Linked DNA regions of Pan troglodytes: region 1 is linked to region 2. Evidence: chromatin contacts called from public Hi-C data. All regions are on one chromosome and are shown on one strand. The core of a region is the stretch at or near the end of the contact, and the rest is flanking DNA. Distances in the headings are between cores, read along the strand shown.

What was found. A called contact is a pair of places that touch in the nucleus more often than the background predicts.
Region 1: a contact with region 2 is called in a Hi-C map of induced pluripotent stem cells, with 5 times the contacts expected there. The contact joins the promoter of SIX1 here to the promoter of SIX6 in region 2. A contact is called at or near these places in 2 of 7 Hi-C or Micro-C datasets (both in induced pluripotent stem cells).

Annotation. Positions count from the first base shown.
Region 1 is chr15:58,646,270-58,653,889 of NHGRI_mPanTro3-v2.0_pri, forward strand. It overlaps SIX1 (SIX homeobox 1), which reads right to left and starts at 3,905. Exons shown (of 2, transcript XM_509988.8): 1 at 3,014-3,905; 2 at 1-965. The coding sequence starts at 3,573. The coding sequence ends at 671.
Region 2 is chr15:58,500,735-58,508,430 of NHGRI_mPanTro3-v2.0_pri, forward strand. SIX6 (SIX homeobox 6) reads left to right here and starts at 6,144. Exons shown (of 2, transcript XM_522870.8): 1 at 6,144-7,001. The coding sequence starts at 6,430.

The sequences.
Region 1 (7,620 bases), core at 2,655-5,154, 140 kb after region 2:
TCTCACATAGAGAGCATTAAGACATTTAGGCACTTGTTTTTTCCTCCTAATACTGGTCTTTTATTTTAATCTACATTAAATTGTTTAACACTAAATATGAAAAATGTAAACTTAATTTTTCCTCATCAAAGAAAGTTATAGATTGTATTTTTCCTGTTCACCTTAAGAATGTAATCAGTTCTTCTGAGCCTGGAGGCTCTTATTTTCACTATTTTTATCTCCCTTTCTCTTTCTCTTTCCATTTCCTTTCCCTCTTCACATTTCTCCATATATAAATTAAAAGAAATAATGAAAATCCAGTTGATTTGCAATTCCCATTCATTGAAAAAAAAGAAAGGCTGCTGAAACAGGCGTATCAGTTGCCCAGAACTCAGACTGGGTGCCTGGGTGCTTTTGTTTGTTTGGGTTTTTTTTTTTTTTCCCCCTGATCTCTGCATTGGGAAGGAAAATGCAAAAGTGGAAAGAGTTGGAGAGAAGAGGAGATTAAGCTTGAGATCGCTGTTGGTTTTGATTTTTAAAAAGATATTTGTGAAAGTCCACCATTCCTTTATGCGCAAAGAACTGCAGAAACAAGCTGCAAAAATGTTCCTGATTTCTATTTACAAGTGTCCCTAGTCGCTGCAGTGGTTGCTGCTCCAGGAATCCCTTCGAGGCCCCAGTCCCTCCCCACTTAGGACCCCAAGTCCACCAGACTGGAGGTGAGGGGGCCGAGCAGAGAGTCTTGGAGCTGATGCTGGTGGGTCTGCAGGCCGTGACTGGGCTGCGAGGCTGTTAAGCCCGGGAGAGAATAGTTTGAGCTCCTGGCGTGGCCCATATTGCCCTGCAGCAGAAGGACCGAGTTCTGGTCTGGACTTTGGGGAGGTGAGAATTCCTCTTCTGAGCTGGACATGAGCGGCTTGCCCCCTTCCAGAGGAGAGAGTTGGTTCTGCTTGTTGGAGGAGGAGTTATTGTTTTCGGTGTTCTCCCTAAGAAATAGAGGACAACACCATATGGTTAAAAAAAAAAAAAAAAAAGTAGGTTAAAAAAAAAAGTGTGAGATGGAGGGAGGGGAGCTGGAAGGAGGAAAGGGCCATTGTGCAATCTGTCACCAACCCAAATGGAGGAGCTCTACCCTTCCACCCCTCCCCAAGGGTAATGGGGGAGGTGAGGAGTCAGAGGAACCTGGAGAAATGGAGAGCTACGGACAGAGCCTCCTGTTAGGAGCCAGGTCCTTTTCTCTTCCAGATTTCAGAAAGTGATAGATTAGCAGGATTTATTTGAAACATACAAAATATATGTTTTAAATTTTGTTCAAGCAGTTACATTTAAATACATATAAACTAGCAACATATTTAAATGTAACTGAAAATCTTTCAATAAATAGATATTGGTGATAAAGAAATGATAGAGGACAGAGTCCAACGCACAAATGTTTGGGGTGAATCAAGTCCATTGCCTTGTTCGCATATGAGGAGACAATTAAACATCCCGTTTTCCTGCCCCCGCCCAGAGTTGGTGGTTTTGCAGACACAGAACAGGTCATGGGAAGTGGTGCCCAGCGCGGCCCAGTGACCTGAGTAAACACAGGGAGCGCAGCCAGTCTCTGATTTCATCTGGAGTCGGCCCTCGGGCCTGGCTTATAGGACGGCCGTTTTGTAACTAAAGGCTAACTGCAACCATACAATCCCTGTTCCTGTGTTACTCGCTAACTCTTCAGCCCCTCGTGTCCCCCTCTCAAACTTCCTACCAACACCCACCCCAACCCATCCTTTCTGGGCAGGGGAAACTTCGCCGCCCCGCACAGGCTGCCAGCGGGCGCGGCGCGCTGGGGCGTCAGTCCCGGCACTCGGTACCGGTTAACTTCAGGATTTCGCTTCCCTCGCCGCTTCCGCCTTCCGAGTGCTCGTCAGTCCTCCCGACTCCTAGCGCCTGTCTGTCTCCTTTCTTTCCCCTTATCCTCACAGTCTCTGTCTCCCGACAAGCCCATTTCAGCAGAATTTATCCTGGCTCTGGTTTTCCACCAAGACAAGAAAGGAAGCAAGATCTTCGGCCCCTAGTCTTGGAAGCGAACAAAGGAAAACCTAACCGGCCCCTGCGCTCAGGTTTTCCCCCAAACTCTTTGGCTTCGCGGAGCGCTCTCCCCGCCACAGCCACCTCCCCACCGTCCTTCTGAATCTCTGTCCGAAACTCTATAGAGAACAGAAGGAGCCTGCCTAGGTGGCCGAAGGTGTTGCCCCGAGGTGGGGGAAGGTAGAGACCAATTTTTTAAATATTGCCTTGTGAGCTCCAGTGCGAGAGAGGGCTGCGACTGGAGACCCTTTCCTCGTCTGGGCATGCGGCGCGGTCAGCCAGACCGACGGGCTGCAGTGCCGGGCCACGCGCGAGCGAGCACGGCGAGGATCAACCCTTTCTTAATTTGGGGCGCCGGGGAGTAAATGCAGCGCCAACTCTCCCCAAAGCTCTCTTTTTGTTGTATCTTTAAAAGACTCCTCCCTTTGTCCAGCTAGTGAGAAATGAAGCAGGCTACCTCTAAACCAAAAGACTATCAAGAGAGAGCTGTGGAGAACCGGGCAGGAGTGGGGGCAGAGCCAATGTCTCAGGCCAGCTTCACCCCTCTGGGGAGCAAGAGGAGAGAGGTTCGCGAACCTCAGCTCCCACCAAACCCCTTTCCTTGCGACACCAATCAACATTTCACTGCCCGTTGATTTAGAAACTCACTCTCCACCCACCACTCATAGCCGCGGCCAGCCAGGGAGGCATGAAGACCAAACCTAGCGCCAGTATTTCCCGACACTCACATCCCAGAGAAACCCACGCGCGGGTGCTCAAAGCAAATGAGGCCCCATCCTTAGCAAGGAACCTCAGAGTTCATGAACTTTCGCTGCAGCGCCGCGGAGGGCCTGCGCGCCGCCCCGTGGACGGGCTCCGGCCGGCGGGGAGGACTTGGTGGCTGGTGCCTGCGGGGGCGGGAGGGGGCGGAGGAGAAAGGACGGCTTCCTGGGGTCGCCCGAGTCGCGGGAAGCACGCCGCGTACCTTTCCTTGGCCTCCGCGGCCCGGTCTCTTTGCCTCCGGTTCTTAAACCAGTTGCTGACCTGGGTGGTGGTGAGGCCGGTGGCCTCGGCCAGCTCCCGCTTCTCACGCGGCGATGGGTAGGGATTGTGCGCGTACCACTCCCGCAGGACACCCCTCGACTTCTCCTTGAAGCAGTAGCTGGTCTCCTCGCCGTCCCAGATGGTGCGCGGCAGTGGAAATTTTCGGCGCACCCGATATTTGCCCACGGCGCCCAGGGGTCGGCCGCGCAGCTTCTCGGCCTCCACGTAATGCGCCTTCAGCCACAGTTGCTGCAGTTTGGGGTGGTTGTGAGGCGAGAACTGGTGGCTCTCCAGGATCTTGTAGAGCTCACGGAAGTTGCCGCGGTGGAAGGCGACCACCGCCTTGGCCTTGAGTACGCTCTCGTTCTTGTGCAGGTGGTCGCAGGCGGGCAGTGACCACAGGAACCTGCCCAGGCGCTCCAGGTTTCCGCCTTGCTGCAGAACCTCGCACACGCACGCCACTTGCTCCTGCGTAAAGCCAAACGACGGCAGCATCGACATGGCTGGGGCCTGCCGGGGCGCACGGCCCAGGCGCACGCGGCAGGGAGCAGAGCCGAGAGGCAGGGGGCGGCGGCCGCAGGGAGTGGGGCGCGGCTGTTCCTAACCTCCTCCTTAGGCTTTGCAAAGGCGAAAACCGGAGTCGGAACTTGGCGGTGGGCGGCCAAGGAAGAGAAGGCGGAGGAGTAGGGGACGTTCTGGACACGGAACGGCCGGCGCACTCAGTAGCCTTTAAGGCCTTGCTGCCTCCGACCTCCCGCCCGGTGGATGCTGCTAGTTGCCGGGGAACTTGGTTTCTGTTCTCCCCGCAGCGGCCTTAAAGCGCGCAGCGTCCCCGGCACGCTGATTGGCTGCCGGCGGCGCCTATCCGGGGCTGGCCAGCCAGCGCGCCGCCCGGCTGGGCAGAGAGGCCGCACCGCCCAGAGCGGGGAGGGCGAGGCTGCGGAGCTGGGGGTTGGGGGTGTTGCCGGGGCTGCGCGGGTAGGGAGTGGTGGGAGGAGAAGGAAGAGGAAAGGTGGGAAGCCAGTTGGGGTCTGAGGGAGCTGCGCTGCGGAGGTGTGGGGAGGTAGGGAGCGGGTGAGCGCGTCAGGACCCTGCAACGCGGGACCCGTCGCCAGTATCACCTAAGGGGAGTCGCGCACAACTCCGCACAAATCAATGACTCCAAACCTTAATTCCTCCCCTCTCCCTCCGTACTCTTGTCCTCATCCCTTGCAGACTTGCCCTCTCCCGGTGAGCTCATATTTAATTACTTTAATGTTGGAATGAATAAATAATGGATTGATGAATAGCTTATGGAACGCGATAAATAATTCAAGAGCAGACCAGGGTCCGCGCATGCAGCCTCTGGAAGAGTGGCTTCTCTTCGGGTTGGCTTCAGCTCGAGGAGTCCAACCCTATTTCCTCCTCCCTCCCCCCACCAACTCCCACTGTCCTCCCCCCACTGCTGCACACCACCCTCCAAAGGGCACAAGTACTCCCAGTCGGACAGCGTTTCCCTCGTTCACAAAAGACCTCCATGATTTGAGACCAGGCAGAGAGCTGTTTAGAGCATACTTGCTGAGCACCTAGAGACTCCGAGCGTTCATTTGTGATTTGGTATCTTAATGTTCTGCGATTGAAACCAGCAGGTTCCTGAAGCTTCTGGACTCAATTTCCCCATCTGTGCGGTTGTGTTTTGCAGTGCCACCTCTGCTACTGAGGAATGCCGCGAGGCTTTACTTGCTATTAGCAAAAATGCTTTGGGAACCTCGTACGAAAGGCGCTGGATGTGGTGTAAATTAAATAAAACTGTGCCCGGCTCCAATAACCGTCCGGTTGTAATATAATCCTTACCCTGCTCTGAGAGGGACACTGCCCTCAAAGCGAGAACGACAGCGGCTCCAAGAAGATTAAATAAAGAGGTGTGTGTGTGTGTGTGTGTGTGTGTGTGTGTGTGTGTTGCAATGCTGGCCTATTTTGCTGCCAGGGAATGAGAGATGCACTGCAATTTAAGTCCCATCATCTGCTGTTTTGTTTATGTGTGGAGAATGCTTAGTAAAACTGCACAAACAAATGAAGTTGTAATTATCTTAAGCCTCATTTGCACACCTAGTTCCAAAGCAATTATTAAAAAGATTTTGAAAACAATTAGCCTCTCTAAACAAAGATAATCTATTGTCAGTAGCTGAGACTAGCAGGAGATAAGAACAATGCGTGGAGATAAGGGAAGCCAAATGGTGGAAGGAGAGTGACTTTGTGACTATACTTATCTCTGATTAGATAAGTTCAAAACAGAATTCTAAGTACACTTCAAAAATGCTTTTGATTTCAATGTGCCCTCTTAGTGAGTGGTGAAGAACAAACTGTAGGCTCCTTAAACTGGCTTGTCTTCTTCAAATATGTTTTGATTCCTTTAGCCAAAGAGCCCAGCACTACAGAATCTTTTGCATATTGAGATGCAAGTGGGAGAAGGAGAAGCATGTCTGGGTTTCCCCTTTTATTATTAATATGGTTTTAAAATGATGCACCCAGTACAGTGCACCCGCAACATACATTCTAAACTCATAAAGGGTTCCCACCTCAGGGCTGCCACATGGGAGATTCCAAGTAGACAGGAAGCTGCTTCTCTGCTGAACATAATGCTTTCTGCATCCTTGAAACTCTTGCTTATTCCATGCAATTAGATCTTGGAAGCAGATGCTGATATTTCATTACCCTAGGCTTTTTTTAAAAAAATGCATTTAATAGGTGTGCATTCTTTCAAAAGAGCCTCTGCCATATAGTATGCCCAATGACTTTCTAAACTGGAAGCCTGGCACTGCTAAACCCAGAGCCATGTCTGGTAATTTCCCCTCACTGTCTTATTTTAGTGCTTATGATGTTTCACATGAAGTCTTAAGGAGCTGCAGTGCCCTCCCAGAAGGAATGTCTCTGCTTGAAACAGTCCTTATTGACATGGCAGCTGTGTGAGGACCGGAACGGAGGCTTAAACCCGGCTCTAAAAATCAGTTAATACCCTAAAGTCTGGAGCAAGTGCGCACAATTACAATGGGGGGAGGGTCTTTAAGCACAACCACGTCTCTTAAAAGACAAACAGTATGTTGAGTATGGGGTGTGCTTTGTAATTAACAATTTTGTATAAGGAAATGAGGCATAGCCTGCACAAATAAGGGCAGGTATAAATTTACAGAGGATGACAGCAGAGATGGCAATTAGACACAAATAGGACCACCTTTTTTCCCCGGCTTCCTCCAGACCTACCTGCCCATTTCTTTTTATCTGTCTTCAAAAGGAACCAGGACGTACTATACATTGCCGTCATCTGGGAAGACGACGTGTAGAAGGTGTGATTGCGGGAACCCGGGCAGAAAAGAGGTGTTCTTCCTCGGAGGCCGTGACTGGGCCGGCCAACATTTTTCCTCCCGCTTAATCCAATAGATCGCGTAACTGGAAAGGGAAAGTGCTATGCGCTTTATACCAAGGAGTCTACCTGCTATTTCGATCCCTCGGTTAGGGGAACCAATTGTTATAAATGTTAATTATTGGCTCGGATATATAAGGTTTCCCAAAATGGAACCTTTCACTGAAAACCGCTGAAAGAGGTAAAATGACATGAATTTACAAACCACCTAAACTAAATGATCCATTTTAAATCGCACACAGAAAGGTTTGAGTTGTTCTCGTAACATAAAACCTTTGCTGTCAATGCAAATCGCACGAAAAGCAGAGATGCGTTGGAGATTTAAAGGAAATGAGCAACTCTAGCCAGCCGGCTGCTGCCCTCGCTGCAGCGCGGCTCGGGAGGGAACACCGCTGGCAAGGAGCGCCCGATGCCAGGTTTCGGCTCTCCAGTGCCTCCTCTGTGCAGGTAACGGCCGCGTGCGCTTTAGTCGATGAAAAAGCATTCAGTGGGACAGCATTAGCTGTTGCTAGGGTTTCTCGGCTGGGTTGACAGGCCTTGATGCAAACACCCCTAGCTGGGACCCACTTGTTTCCCTTCTGGCTTGGAGCAAGATAGTTTGGGGCTCCCGGGCCGCTTTCTTGGAATTCTTTGACCATCCAGAACGACGGTGAGGATTCTACTCTACCTACAAATATTTGGAAAGGGAGGGCATAGAGAGGTGTTTCTTCAATAAATTCGTGTCATCGCTCTGGGGCAGTGCGGAGACTCCCCAAATCCGGGCTGAAGTGCCAAAATTCTTTTTCCTCTGCTTAGTCGGAAACTCCGGGTGCCCTCGACCCCTGGGAACTCCGGCTCCGATGGCCGGCGTGGCGCCGGAGCAGCAGCCCACCTGCTCCTGGGGGACGCCGCTCCCCGCGAGGTCTGAATAGGCCTGGGGCTCAGGCAGAGAGATTTGCGGACTCAGAGAAGAGAAACCCAAAACCAGTCCATTAGTAAATGAGTTTTGTGTTGTCAAGGTTCTTTCCCATCCACTTGCTGTTCTGAAAAATAGATCACGTTTCGTTATCTTTAGTGGGAATCTGCAACGTGACACCGGATCCGCGCGGCCCCCGCCTCCCTCCCTGCCTCGCTCTGCCTGGCTGAGGGGAGCAGGCGGGCCTCCTCAG
Region 2 (7,696 bases), core at 4,894-7,393:
TCTGTAGTTGTAATAGAAATGTTGACAGCTTGTTAATTATAGAAATGCTTGTGAGCATCACTGTTATTCTTTTGGAAGACCTGACAAAAGAGTTCAGAGGGTTTTTTTTACTTAAACCAAGCTTTACGACACCTCAAGTCCAATCTCTTTTCCTTAGAGGCTGCATTCAGTTCCATTTTTCCTGCCAATACACAGTGTGCTGACTCAGGGAAGGGTCTTCAGTAACACCAGACTCCACCAGTTTCCACCCCCGCTCAAAAAACAACAAAAATCCCAGAGACACATTTTTGATTCAAGGGTTTTTAGGGCTTGCAAGGGTTATACCACCTGACAAGACCCAGAAGTTTAAGTCTCTCTGAGGTCCTTGAACTAGAGTGCACCAAACTCTGAAAGTCACAACAGCATGAAATAGTACTGGACCTTACACACGGCAGGCATTAACAACTATTTGTGTGTGATACAGAACTGCCCTCAAACTCAATTGGAATTAAATTATTTTCCTTGAGTAAAAAAAGTAAGGTATATAATGGATACAAGTTTGAGTCTATGTTTTAAACCCATCTCTGCCATTAACTAACTGTGCAATATGGGTAATCATTTAACCTCTGTGGTCCTCATAGTTTATTCATTTATAAAATAGAGAGACACTGAACAAGAACTTTCAACCATTGTTCTCTGTCCCACTAATTATTCAAAGAACATAGATCCTAACAAGATAGAAGCAACCCCACCGTTCCCACAGATATTTACAAGCTTTATAAGTATTTGGTTATCCTAAGTATCATTTACAGTAAATTTAAAGAAAAAACAAAATTACAGTAAGCTCTTAGGAACAGATTTTATTAACATGGCCTAGACCCAAGATGAAATTGAAAGTGCTCTGAGTCCTTTGTAAATGCTTCAACTCCACAATAAACCAAATTTTAGCAGGTTTTGTATGTCTGTGCCTTGTTGATTATTTGGGGCAAGATCCTTTGGGTCAAGGTTTCTTAACAGCAGTGTTATTGACTTTGTTATTGTGGGGTCTGGGGGACCACTGTTCTGTTCATCATAAGATGTTTAGCAGCATCTCTGGCCTGCACCCACTAGATGCCAACTGAGACTACCAAAACTGTCTCCAGATATTGACAAATGTCCCCTGGAAGTGGGGAAACAGCAGGAAGGAAACAAAATTCCCCTCAGTTGAGAATTGCTGCTTTGAAGGGTAAGATGTCATGTGAGTGTATTTTTTATAATGCAATATTTAATAAGCACTTTTTGCTAACTAGCTGGATCAACTCAAAGAATTTAAGGTATTTGTTGAAGGCTGATGCCTCTATTTGACTTTATAGTACTTAGAAGGAAATTATGATTTACTACACATGTAATACAAACAGTTGATACAATGTATGACACATACAGTTTAATGTGAATAATATCTGGTGCATCCGAGAGGACATTAAACAAACTTACATTCTTTCACATCATTGAATTTTAAGTTTCTATGTGTATTTTAGAAGGATATTTCGATCTTAGATTTGAAAATTGTCAAAAATAACCTGCTGCTGCGAAAAAAGTATGTCCCAATAGAGAACCATGAATTAATCATTCTTTCAGTCATTCAATAAATGTTTCATTACTAATAATAAAAAGTGTTTTTAAGTGACAAGCTGGCTACATTTTTTAGCACTAATCCTTCAGACAAGAACCCACTGATATGTAGCTCTAAGCAAGTAATGCAGTGGTGTGGTTAGTGCTGTAAACATTTAGGCTTGTCCTAAAGAAGTAGACAAGAGAAAAATGAATTTAAGACCACAGTTTATATTACAAAGTGTATAATTTGTCATCTACTCTTTGGCTTAGATACAAATTTTTATCCAAGTGCCTAGGATCAACCACTAGCTAGAAGTCAAAACACAGTTGAACAGGTAGCCTAACATTTTTTAAGAAAACATTATGCTAATTAATCATCATTGTGAAGTAGCACATTGTCCCAAATTTAAACTTATACAAATTTCCTCCACTTAACAATATAAACAATTCTGCATCACTTTAAAATGTCATTTAAAAATAGCTGATGAAGAATAATAACAAAATATACTAATCTCTTAAAATTAGGTCAATATTTTAATTGTAATACTTTTTTGCCAATTAATTTAACAACACTAGGAAATCTACAAACATTGCTCAAATGGTGTTTGTTCTCAGAAATATACAATTAAAGAGCCTTCTCTGTTCTTTGTTACAAGGTGCACAATGGCAGGGGAGGAATGCATGAAATAGAGCAATCTACCTTGGCAGTTTATTAGTATAGTTAGTAGTACTTTAAAAGTAGGATATTGAATTCATTCCAAAATCTGAAGGTCTGCACTACCAAATACATAAACAAACACACATCTATATTTATGCATATGATATACCTGAAAATCAGAATGCCAAATAAATAAATGTTTGAAAGTGTAAATTTTTAATAGTGTAATTTCAAACTCGGAAAAATGCCTTTTAAAACTTTCTAGATTATTTTATACTTTTTTAGAAGTAGAGTTATAAAACTAAAAGCCAGTTGTCACCACCAACACTCGGCTTTGAGACACAGGAAAGGGAAACCAAGATCTCTTCCAAAGTCCAAATCACACAAAAGACTGGGGACCTCATTGTCTTCCAGTCTGTGACTCTCAGATGCAGCACAAATGTCTTTATCAAGGAATTCAGATGGATTCAATTACCGCATTCTTAAAATAGCTGATTATGTGAAATTGTGTGAGGAAAAAAACAAAAACACAACATTTTAAAAAAGACATTTGACTTAGGAAAAGTCAAAGAAAAGATAAGATTGGAACCCAGAGGTAGGAAAGTATTGACTTCTAAGCACTGCTCTCCTCTGGCAAATGTGAGCAGGATGTAACCAGGATTCCACCTGTCCTCTACTCTAGAGAGGAAAATCAGTAGGGGCAGAGCGAGGAGTGAGATCCCCATATGTGCAGAAGTCCCACACTGAACTCCAGATATTTCCGGCATGAGCCTCAGAATTCCCTGGGGGCACTTTGCCTAAATCCAGCACGAAACAGTTAGCTACAAAACCAGCCCTTGGACATCATCTTCTACATGATTTTTTCCTCCATATTTGCCCCACAAAATGCAACTCTAGAGAAAGCTGAGTAGACGTCTATGGATTCCCGGCAAGACCCGAGCCTTTGTCCAAGACCTCATGTCCCAATCTACTAGCTGCAAACCACCAGTAGCAAGCTGCAAAACCACCCAGACAGGCGCAAGGCCAAGGGCTGCCACTGTACTTTCTCGATTTCCCGGTCAAATGCAAAAGAAAAATGAAATGTGGGATAAGAAGTGAGGGGTTGCCTGGAGGGTTGGCACAAAACCTCAAAACTGGTAAAAGAAAAAAATATATACCCTTCTGTAAAATTAAGAAAAGCCAGCCTGAAGTCACAGCTTTCGTCTGGCAAACTTGGGAGAAGTACACCTTAAAGGTGGGGTGAGGGTCACCGCCTTCCCCAAAAGAGGGTTATTCCTAAGGAATCCCGTGGAGCTTCCCTCTTTCCCAGGGGGCTCGGCTCACATACTTCTTCCTGTTCGTCCCTTCCCCTTGTGAAGCTGGTGAACAAATAAGTGATTCCAAGGTGCCCTGGCGCAGTCTATTTCCTTTGGGTTAATAAAATTAAATCAAGTCCCTTGCGATGGCGAAGATGGATCTCCTGATAGTAGTCCCCAACCTCCAGGCGCTTCTCAGTACCTTCCTGCCGAGCCACCAGACAGTGCTCCTACTCTGCCACACGCAGCCCGCACCCTTCTGGCGGCTCCCGCGAGGCCAACTCAGACTCTCAGTTCCAGTTGCCCGCGAGCCTCAGACACGCAGAAGCTAAAGCGCCCTCATCTAATTATTTGCAGAACTATTATCCAAGAAATGGGCCATGGGATAAATATTCCCATTTCCTGGATGGGGCCCCTAGACTGTCCACTTGCTCACAAAGATTAAGGGTAAGAAACCAGCTCTCCCCGAATGTGCCGCTTCCAAACTGTTCAGCAAAAGGGCGAGGGAGACGTGTGGTCTCCTGGGGCATGGACAACCTCTCCCACCTCAGCAGCTAGGCGCTGGGATCGGGGTCGGCTCTCGGCTCGGCTCGCGGGCTGTAAGGTCTCCGCGGACCCCACCGCCTCTTCTGCGCGCTAAGGGTGAGCGCCAAGCAATTTCGCGAGCAATAGCCGGCAGAGTAACCATCCCGAGAGGGAAAATAAACCTCTGCAAACTGGAGCAAGGGGGTGCTTTCCTTCCCTGGCCAGAAGCTCCGGGATCGCAGCCCTCCCGGGTCCGGCTTCATCCCTGCCCGGCCACCGAGGCCCTCTTTTTCTGCACCGCGGATTCTCCTCCGCCTGCGTGTTCGGGGCCCTTGTATGCGATGTTTCTTTCTAAAAGTTGTCCTTCCGGCTGATTCGGAAGTCGCTCCAAGGGAAAGAAGGTTTATGCTTTGTCATTATCTTCATCGCCCTCTTTATTTTGCCCCTGCCTTGTCGTATTTCAAGAAAATGAACTCTTAGAAAAGAAAGCCTCTCCGTTGAGGCGGTTGACAATCTCACAGAAATGATGTAAATGGTTTCAGGGCTTTTTTCTTCCCCTCTGCTATTTTTTTCGAGTGAACTGTGAAGATCTGTGAAAATAATATCAGGGTTTTCCGTCAGAACGAGCTTTGCCCTGCACTCAGGCGTGGCGTGATCTGACCCGACACCTCCAACCATCTGTGCTATCTATCTGCCTTCTGATTTACCAGATCTGTACAAGCCGCATACAAATTGTACTTGATACTAAAGAAAAGACAGTCGGGTCCAGTCCAGTTCGGCTGTGAACGTTCTCACCTGATTTCTGTCTAGGGATGGACTTCCCCAAAACGGTTTTCCTGGCGTTTTTGTTATACAGCCCCCTACCAGTTATTTTCTTCAAACTAAACAAACCCCTACCACAGGCCCAGATGAGATCATGGTTTCTTTGACCCAGGCCTCAGAAAATGGTATGATGTGAACTGCCAATTGGGAATCAATAAAAGTTGCCAATTCACTCTACTAGCCCAAAGTCAGAGCCACCAAGCCACTCCTTCCTCACTACAAGAGGGGTCAATGATCAGCGGCTTAGGAAGTGCTTTCTGGGCCCCTGCATTGTTGTGGATGCCCTTCTGTATTGTATTTTTACTGAATTGTTTTTGAGCTAAAATGCCAAGGTTAGAGTTGTTATCCCCAGCTCAAGAGGTATAAGTTCTAACACAAGGTAGGGGCAAAATAAGCCTGCAAGGAAAGGAGTTAAGTCGATATTTTTAAAAAGATCTAGGAAATAAGCTTTTAAGTTGCTGTCCTGACCTACCAATGACTTCTCGGCTCTAGATGTGGCTATGCTGCACTTTGTTCAAGTCCATTAAACTGGGGGAGGGGGAGAAAGTATATTTCTCCCCCTTTATTTGGAGGTCCCTACAGCCCACCCTTCTTTTCTTAAAGTGTCTGACTTCGTGGTCTGCATCTGCGTTATCAGACGTGAACATGTCCTTGTTGGCATTTAAAATTATTTTAGTGGGCTTTGAAGGGAGTAAGGCTAGAGTTCAAACTGACCTCTTCTACAGATCCCTGGTCCTGTTCCTGCTGCTCCAGATTTGCTTCCCACTCAGCTGCTTTGGCAACTGGAAAGGGGAAGAGGGAGGCATGCAGAGATGGGTACTTGGGAAAAAATGAGAAGATCGCTTTCCCCCACCGGCTTCCTGCTCCCACCGCAAGGTTTGCTGTTTCGTTACAACTAAACTTGCGAATTCTCGGAGCATTTCAGTTTGGCCCAGTCCTCTTTGTCCTCTGGAGACCTCTCGACCGAGACAACGCATCGCCCCAAAGTGAATTCCTGAATTCCTGTGGCATCACTGCCTCTTTGGTGGGAAAAAGGGAGGGAGGGGTAGAGCGGGGTGGGGGAGGGAGGAGTAGTGAACGCTGCCGCACTCGCCTCTCTTTTTCTCCCAGACACTCGCCTGTCTTTTCAACCTCCAGGTTCTGCAAAATACTGAAGAAAAGTCCAGGGGCTAACGGCGGGCGCTGTCGAGCACGGGGAGGTGCTGAAATAGTCCTGGCGTGCTGATCCAAGCTTTGATTGGCAGAGCCAGCCGGTGACTGACAGGGGGTCTCCATGGCGCCCGCGCCGCCAATCCGCCCACCCCAATAGCGGAGCCAGCTCGCCTGCCTGCGTGCCTGAGCCGAGCCGAGCCCGAACCCCAAGCCGCGCAGCCAGCACCTCCTCCAGTCGGGGTCGCCCGCTCCCGGCCGTTGAGCCACCGCCGCCACCCGGTAGTGTGTCCCGCTGCCCCAATCCGCCTCATCAACAAGCGCCTGGCACACTCAGCCAGGCCCGCGGGCATCTGCTGCGTGTCCCGCTCCGGGCTCAGTGCCCTCGCCGCCGCCGGCACTGCCTCGATGTTCCAGCTGCCCATCTTGAATTTCAGCCCCCAGCAAGTGGCCGGGGTATGTGAGACCCTGGAAGAGAGCGGCGATGTGGAGCGCCTGGGTCGCTTCCTCTGGTCGCTGCCCGTGGCCCCTGCGGCCTGCGAGGCCCTCAACAAGAATGAGTCGGTGCTACGCGCACGAGCCATCGTGGCCTTTCACGGTGGCAACTACCGCGAGCTCTATCATATCCTGGAAAACCACAAGTTCACCAAGGAGTCGCACGCCAAGCTGCAGGCGCTGTGGCTTGAAGCACACTACCAGGAGGCTGAGAAGCTGCGTGGAAGGCCCCTGGGACCTGTGGACAAGTACCGAGTAAGGAAGAAGTTCCCGCTGCCGCGCACCATTTGGGACGGCGAACAGAAGACACACTGCTTCAAGGAGCGCACGCGGCACCTGCTACGCGAGTGGTACCTGCAGGATCCATACCCTAACCCCAGCAAAAAGCGTGAGCTCGCCCAGGCAACCGGACTGACCCCTACGCAGGTGGGCAACTGGTTCAAAAACCGCCGACAAAGGGACCGAGCGGCTGCAGCCAAGAACAGGTCGGTACCTAGAGGCCTCCGCGCTTTGAGCGCACCGGGGAGGAGGCGGATGGAGGCACCTCTGGCGCCCTTACCCAGTCCCTGGCGACTCCAATTCAGCAGGAGTTGGGAGCGCGGTCTGTCTCGGGTTAAGAGCCCTGCGTTCTGGGCTCCTGGCCGGGAGTTCCCTTGCCGGCTCTGCTTCCCCACCCGCTGGCTCCCCACGCCTGCGGGCAGCTGCAGCAGCTGGTCCCGGCCACCAAACCAAGGCTTCACTGGGACGGAGAGGGGAAGAGAAATAAAAAATTAAAATCCTACAAACCGTTAGGGACCCCAAGACCCAAAGCTAATTCTTGTCAGCCTGGGCACAGGCTCCTACTATTAATCGAAGCCTGGCTTATTAGCAATGTGTCGGTTTCATGTTAATTATCATTTTCAAAGCCCAGGTATATCCCTCCCTAATGCTTTGAAAACAGTTTTCAATGGACTTTTGAGAAATGGGAAGTCGAGTTTTCCTCTTCCCATGCGCTGCCTGCCACTCTTGTCTCAAAACAGCAAACTAGTCCGTGGGCCGAGGCTTTTCGTTTCCCGGAGTGTGGATCTCGATTAGCCAAACATTTTGCGGAAAAGCCCGGCCTCATCCCCCAGGCCCAAATGCTCCTTACAATCCTTTTTGCCTTTAGGTCGGGCCGACCCGATCCAACGCGATCGCGGGA